Regions from separate parts of the Hordeum vulgare genome. Here region 2 is linked to region 1. A link is a contact called in public Hi-C data. All regions are on one chromosome and are shown on one strand. The core of a region is the stretch at or near the end of the contact, and the rest is flanking DNA. Distances in the headings are between cores, read along the strand shown. Region 1 holds the start of LOC123445033 (DNA repair protein recA homolog 3, mitochondrial). Region 2 holds the start of LOC123445040.

The links. Hi-C and Micro-C count contacts between places; a contact is called where the count stands out from the background.
Region 2: a contact with region 1 is called in a Hi-C map of leaf, with 6 times the contacts expected there. The contact joins the promoter of LOC123445040 here to the promoter of LOC123445033 in region 1. A contact is called at or near these places in 2 of 6 Hi-C or Micro-C datasets (leaf and seedling).

Annotation. Positions count from the first base shown.
Region 1 is chr3H:558,186,787-558,189,775 of MorexV3_pseudomolecules_assembly, forward strand. It overlaps LOC123445033 (DNA repair protein recA homolog 3, mitochondrial), which reads left to right and starts at 1,638. Exons shown (of 8, transcript XM_045121947.1): 1 at 1,638-1,821; 2 at 2,565-2,622; 3 at 2,932-2,989. The coding sequence starts at 1,753. It overlaps LOC123445034 (GDP-L-galactose phosphorylase 1-like), which reads right to left and starts at 1,277. Exons shown (of 7, transcript XM_045121949.1): 1 at 959-1,277; 2 at 336-436; 3 at 186-245; 4 at 1-102. The coding sequence starts at 1,064.
Region 2 is chr3H:558,709,368-558,712,334 of MorexV3_pseudomolecules_assembly, forward strand. LOC123445040 reads right to left here and starts at 1,414. Exons shown (of 13, transcript XM_045121956.1): 1 at 1,335-1,414.

The DNA.
Region 1 (2,989 bases), core at 388-2,887:
AAATGGCTGGAGGACTTGGTTCATTCCAAATTCAGTTGGCCGCTTCTTCTGGTCACGCCCTTCTATCAATGTTGCAACAAAATTGTGTTCTCCAGGTAGCACCTGTCAACGTGACAGTAGGAAATTCAGCTAGGGGAAAAACCCAGAGAATTCTCAGTATAGTTAATCAGAGAAGAATGTGAAACCTTGGTCTCGCAGGTAGTGATGTCGTGGTGAAACAATCCCCTCGCCTTGCGGTCATCCCACTGCAACAAACCATTCATCATTTCACAATACATTCAGTTTCCTTTCTGTTACAGTTATCAACAACATACAGAAGTGCAAACAGTACTAACCTCTTTAAAAAGCTTGTGGAGAAATGGGGACAAATTTGTTTCGAGCTCCTCCATACGAAAGCAGTTGGTTGAATCAAAACCGTTGCTGCACATGCCTGCTTCTGTTCCAACTGACAGCAGCGTCAGACCACACAAAAAACATCAGGCACCTATTCGTAGGAGATGATGCTAATAAATCCCAGTGCTAAGTGTTTCCACTTCCATCACGTCCAGTAGAACCAATTATAATTCAAGTAAATTGAACAACTTGATCTGAAACGATATTGCACTACTAGTTAGCAGTGGAGCAAGAACGTATGCAGTCCTAGTGCATAATTTCCAACATCAAGTGGTACAGGTCTAGTCCAAGACCACAGTCCAGATCAGCCCATTCGCATCTGCAGTGCACATTTGAGTTCAGCTGAAACGGGAGCTTCAGAGGCAACCCAGATATCAAATCGAATACGCAGAACATTCCCAAGTTTCAGCCTCAAGTGTATCCATTCCAGAGCATGGCGAATGGGGCGATCCACCGTCAGCGACAAGTCGCCAAGGCAACACCAACAGTATACATATAGTTGTCTCGTCTGAAGCACAAAAGGAGACATGAAGAACTTCAGACAGAGAAAGCGAGCTCGGAATACCTCGCAGACGCCGGTGGTGCGGGAAGCCGTTCCGGCGAATTCGCGACGCCGCGGGAGCAGCCGGCGTTGGCGCGAGCGAGAAAGGAAGGGGGGAGATGACGGGCATGTACAGAGACCTCCTGCTGTTGCTGGGAACGGACGCGGGCGCCGCAGCAATGGCGGCCCAAGAACTGGATCTCACTCAAAGCGAGCGAGCCTCTCCGAAGCTGATGGTTTGCGGCACAGCCCGTGGGAAACGACGGGAAATTCACGCGAATCCCACGTGGAGGAGGAGGGGAGCCGGATCTCGCTCGAGGGAGACGAATGTACTGGCCGGGTCGGGTCGGGCCGGGCCGGGCCGTATGGGTCAGTTTAGTTAGATCATTTCCCGCCTCTTGTTGGGCCTCCAATCCAGAGAACGCGGCCGTGCTGTTTGACTGTGCGTGGGCCTGCGGTTACACGGGAAGGGAAAGGAAATGGAGGTCGTACTACACTTCCGTGTGGACGTGGTCCACACAGGTCTCGGGCAGTTCGTCGACGCAGACAAGTGGGTCCCACCCACGCGTGGTCGTCGCGGGTCCCCATGGTGGTGTGCGGGCCAGTGCCCAGTAGTGGGGGTGGGGCGCTCGCTCGCGCTTCCCGTCGCCCGAGAACGGGGAGCAAAACAAAAGGAGGAGGAGGCGGCCGAAAACAACACTGAGCAGAGAAGAAAAAACCGAGCGCGTAAAACCCTAAACCCTAGCCCCCCTCCCTCCCCAAATCCTCCCCTCGCGGCTGCAGGGGACGGAGAACCACCGAGCGCGCCGACGGCAGCCATGGCGACCCTCCTGAGGCGCGCGTCGCTGCGGCGGGCCATCGCCTCCGCCGCCGCCTCCTGCCCCGAGGTCAAAACTCTCCCTGCCCCTGCCCTCTCCGCTGTGCGCTGTTTTCATTTTCGGGTGGGTTGGGGGTTGGGGGCGCGTAGCCACAGCGGACGAGCTCGATGCTTCCGCTGCAGTGATCGGAAGCCAGAGCCCTACTCTGGTCTCGGGGTTTGATCGGTTGCGTTCCTTTTTGGTGGGGGCCGATTTCTCCTGTTTTAATCTCGATTCCGCACCGTGCGAGCCTGTAAGCCCGCGTCAGTTTAGCGTATTTCACCAGATGGCGCAGTTTTAATCACCATCTTTTACCGATTTGTTTTAAGGTATGGTATTATCCCCTGTTTTGCGCTTACCGTTTGAAAAGGCAATTTGCCATAATATGTTCTCTGCTTTATTTAGGTTTACCAGTGATGCAATGCTGAAAATACATTTAACTGCTTTCGGAAGGCTAGATTAGTCCCACGCATTTTTCATCCTTGCAAGTCGTAGCAGTCTAGTTGGCCTGAAGAGTTTGTTTGCAGCGCCTTTATGGTATGCTGTTATCCACCAGGGATTAAATAAATTCAATGAAAGAAATGTATCACACATGATAAGGTTAAAAAGGAATTACTCAAGGAAACGTGATAGTGCACTAGAGTTCACCAAGTGTCTCTCCCTAATGGGCTATAAAAGGATGCTGATTTATGTGGGACACTTTCATGAGAATCAATGGTCTATGAACACTGGGACACTGATATGTTGTTGCTAATGCTTTACCATTTCTACAGAGCTATAGGCAGGTGATCTGTGGTTCTTCCTTTCATTGCCGAGATTTCGCATCTAAAGGTTGTACACATCGTTTCTTCTTATGTTCTTGCACATATTCTATCATATATTCTGAGCATTGCAATGTGTGGATCCATTTATAACCGCTTAATTTTGTTGTCCGAACTGATATTTGGACCTACGTATAATTTTAGGAAATTCAGTTGCATGATTACTTGTTTCTCTTCCATTATGCTTCATTGCTACCACCTAATGAATCATTTCCTAGTACTTCTTACTGTTGCCTGCACTGCATGATTTGCTCCAACTATGTTCCATTCGTACTACATACTGAATCATTTACTGATTCGCCTCTTGTTGTATGCTTAGCCAAAAAGAAGTCAAAGTCAAGTGGAACCGACTCCGGTGAGGAGAACATGTCAAAGAA
Region 2 (2,967 bases), core at 164-2,663, 520 kb after region 1:
CACCATGAGATATCTCTCCTTGTATATCCCTTGTGACCTCATCCATCACCAAGGCAAAAATATAAGGGCTCAAAGCTGACCCCTGATGCAGTCCTATCTTAATGGGGAAGTCATCAGTGTCGCCATCACTTGTTCGAACACTTGCCACAACATTATCGTACATGTCCTTGATGAGGGTAATGTACTTTGCTGGGACTTTGTGTTTCTCCAAGGCCCACCACATAACATTCCGCGGTATTTTGTCATAGGCCTGCTCCAAGTCAATGAACACCATATGCAGGTCCTTCTTTTGCTCCCTATATCTCTCCATAAGTTGTCGTACCAAGAGAATGGCTTCCATGGTCGACCTCCCAGGCATGAAACCAAACTGATTTTTGGTCACGCTTGTCATTCTTCTTAAGCGGTGCTTAATGAATCTCTCGCATAGCTTCATTGTATGGCTCATCAGTTTAATTCCACGGTAATTAGTACAACTCTGAACATCCCCCTTGTTCTTGAAGACTGGTACTAATATACTCCATCTCCATTCTTCTGGCATCTTGTTTGCCCGAAAAATGACAAAGAAACTAACATTGCCAAGAATTAGTAAAAGAGGGCTAAAATTAGCTAGATATCGACTTTCACTCTGTCATGGTGGGTTAGATATTTGACAGACTTGGTTGCATTGATACTACGTTCTATAGAGGAAAGGCCAATGATCGCAGTAGTCAGCACGTTCTAGGATATCCTAGCTGACAGAATAAGTAATGTTTGGGTGTGGCAGATGCGTATGGCCACTGATTGTTTCACTCCTACAGGTCCAAGCAACCAGTTTCTTCACCGCATTTTTAATGGTTTTGCCATAGTTTAGCAGAAAAAATGTTTTAAATTTCAGCTCTGAACCAAACATGTTGAAATGTTAAAGCTGCCAGTAATTGACCCGGCTGAATCCAACAAGATCACAAATTTTAACAATGTCACCTTCTCAATTTGGCTACCTTATTGTGACTATTTCTCATATTGCCGGCCTGAAGCAGTCCAGTTCTAGCTTAGCTAGGTGATTTGGGACAAGCAAATTGGGTAATTCCATTGGCTCTCAACAGTAATTCTATTTCCGGCAAAACAAAAAGCCCTTGCCTTTTATAGAAGCATTGGACCAAAATATTGGCCATGAACATGACATTATTACTGATACCACTCAGTTACAAAAACCGGAGTGAAGTACTGTAGCTCCAAAAATCCATTTTTTTCATGACACTCCTGAAATAGTGGCTCGCACAATTTCCGCATTGATTGATTTGTAAACGAGTTGTAACTAGCTCAAGGACAAGGCCGCATTACTCTGGGCAGCTTACCCGCGAGAGATGCCGGAGGTCGCGGTCGCTGTCGACGTGCGCCCCGATGGCGCCGGCGGCGATCGCGCTCGCCGCCAGGCCCTGCGCGAACCCGGCCGCGGCGGACGCGAGGAGCCTCGCCGCGGAGGCCGCAGACGCCGCGGCTGCTGCGGGGCCGAGCGAGCCCCCGCAGCGGCCTCGGAGCGCGAGGGCGGCGACGGCCGCGCCGGTGCAGGCGGCGGCGGCGTTGAGCAGCGCCGAGCAGGCGGTGGACCACCGCACGGTGGCCAGCACGCCGGCGGGCATGACGAGGCGGGGGCGGAGGCGACGAGGTGGCGAGTGGTGGAGGCACACGAGGCCAGCACTAGGTGGGCAGCACCAGATGCCATTGGCGCTGCCTTTTTCTCTTATGACGAGGCGATTGCTGGAGCCTGGAGGCGGGGGAAGGGGACAGCGGGTGGGGCCCGGCGTCAGCGAGCGTGGGGTTTTGCGTAGGGTGGTGTCTGGTTGGCAGTTGAGCTGACCTCTTTATCTCGCTCTCTGCGCGCTCTCGTGCGGAAAGGTTCCGTGTACGAAATGGCATTATTTTATAGCATTGACACTTCGGTGTGCGACCCTCGCTGCACTGTGGGCCAGATGGCGTTTCTGCTCTCTGGGTCCCGCCTGTCATTGTGATTTAGTGGCGGAGGGCTACATACATCGAGGAAAAATTGGTTGCGGTTTATGGTTGGCAGGCCACGTGGGAAATTAATGGCGCGTTTTTTTCTAACACAATGCAGCGGGCATACATTCAATTTTATGAATATACACATCTGTACATTCTATCTCTATAAATATATTTAAAAGACTAAGTTGACATATCATCATATATGTACATTCTATCTCTATATAAACATTTTTAAAAGATCGAATCATCACCGTAGGTGGCTCGTCGTTGATGGAAGTGTTTCCTTCAACTAAACGCATATTCAAAAATTATAAAATAAATGTAAAAATAATGCAATCATCAGAACATGAACTTTGATGGATTAAGAATACCACCGTGAAAGATTAGAAGGTACTTATAGTACATCATGTACATGGTTCGCTCGGTCGCTCGAGGTGTTGGAGGTAGGTCAGCCAGGTCAATGCGTCGGATCCACCGCAACCACATGACGAACAACTACAGTTTAAGTGCGGAGCGGAAGGCAAATACTCGAGCAACCACATCCCGTAAAAGAGCGTGACCTGTAAAATGGGTTTACAGGTCGCTACAGAGCAATTTTGGAGGGCCATTTCGTGCGTCAAAGATCAGACCCCGTATATGAAACTGTAAAATTTGAAAATGGTTCGCGGAAAGCAACTACTACATCATTCATCAAACTATAACATTGTTCTTCATCAAACTACATCATTTCTTGATCAAACTACATAAGTTCTTCATACTACTACTAGGTAGGGGGGAGGATCCGTGGGCCGTGCAGCGTACCCGAGCCAATGCTATCAAAAATGACGAGTGCGGCGGCGACGACGCGGCGGAGGAGCCGGAGGAGCTCAGTCCTAATTGGAGTCGAGGTTGATCAAGATCTTGTACTGCTCGGCCTTCAGGACACGCAGGTCCGCCTCCTTGGACGCGCTCGCGTGTGACGCCGTGACCCCTTGCTCAAGGAAGATC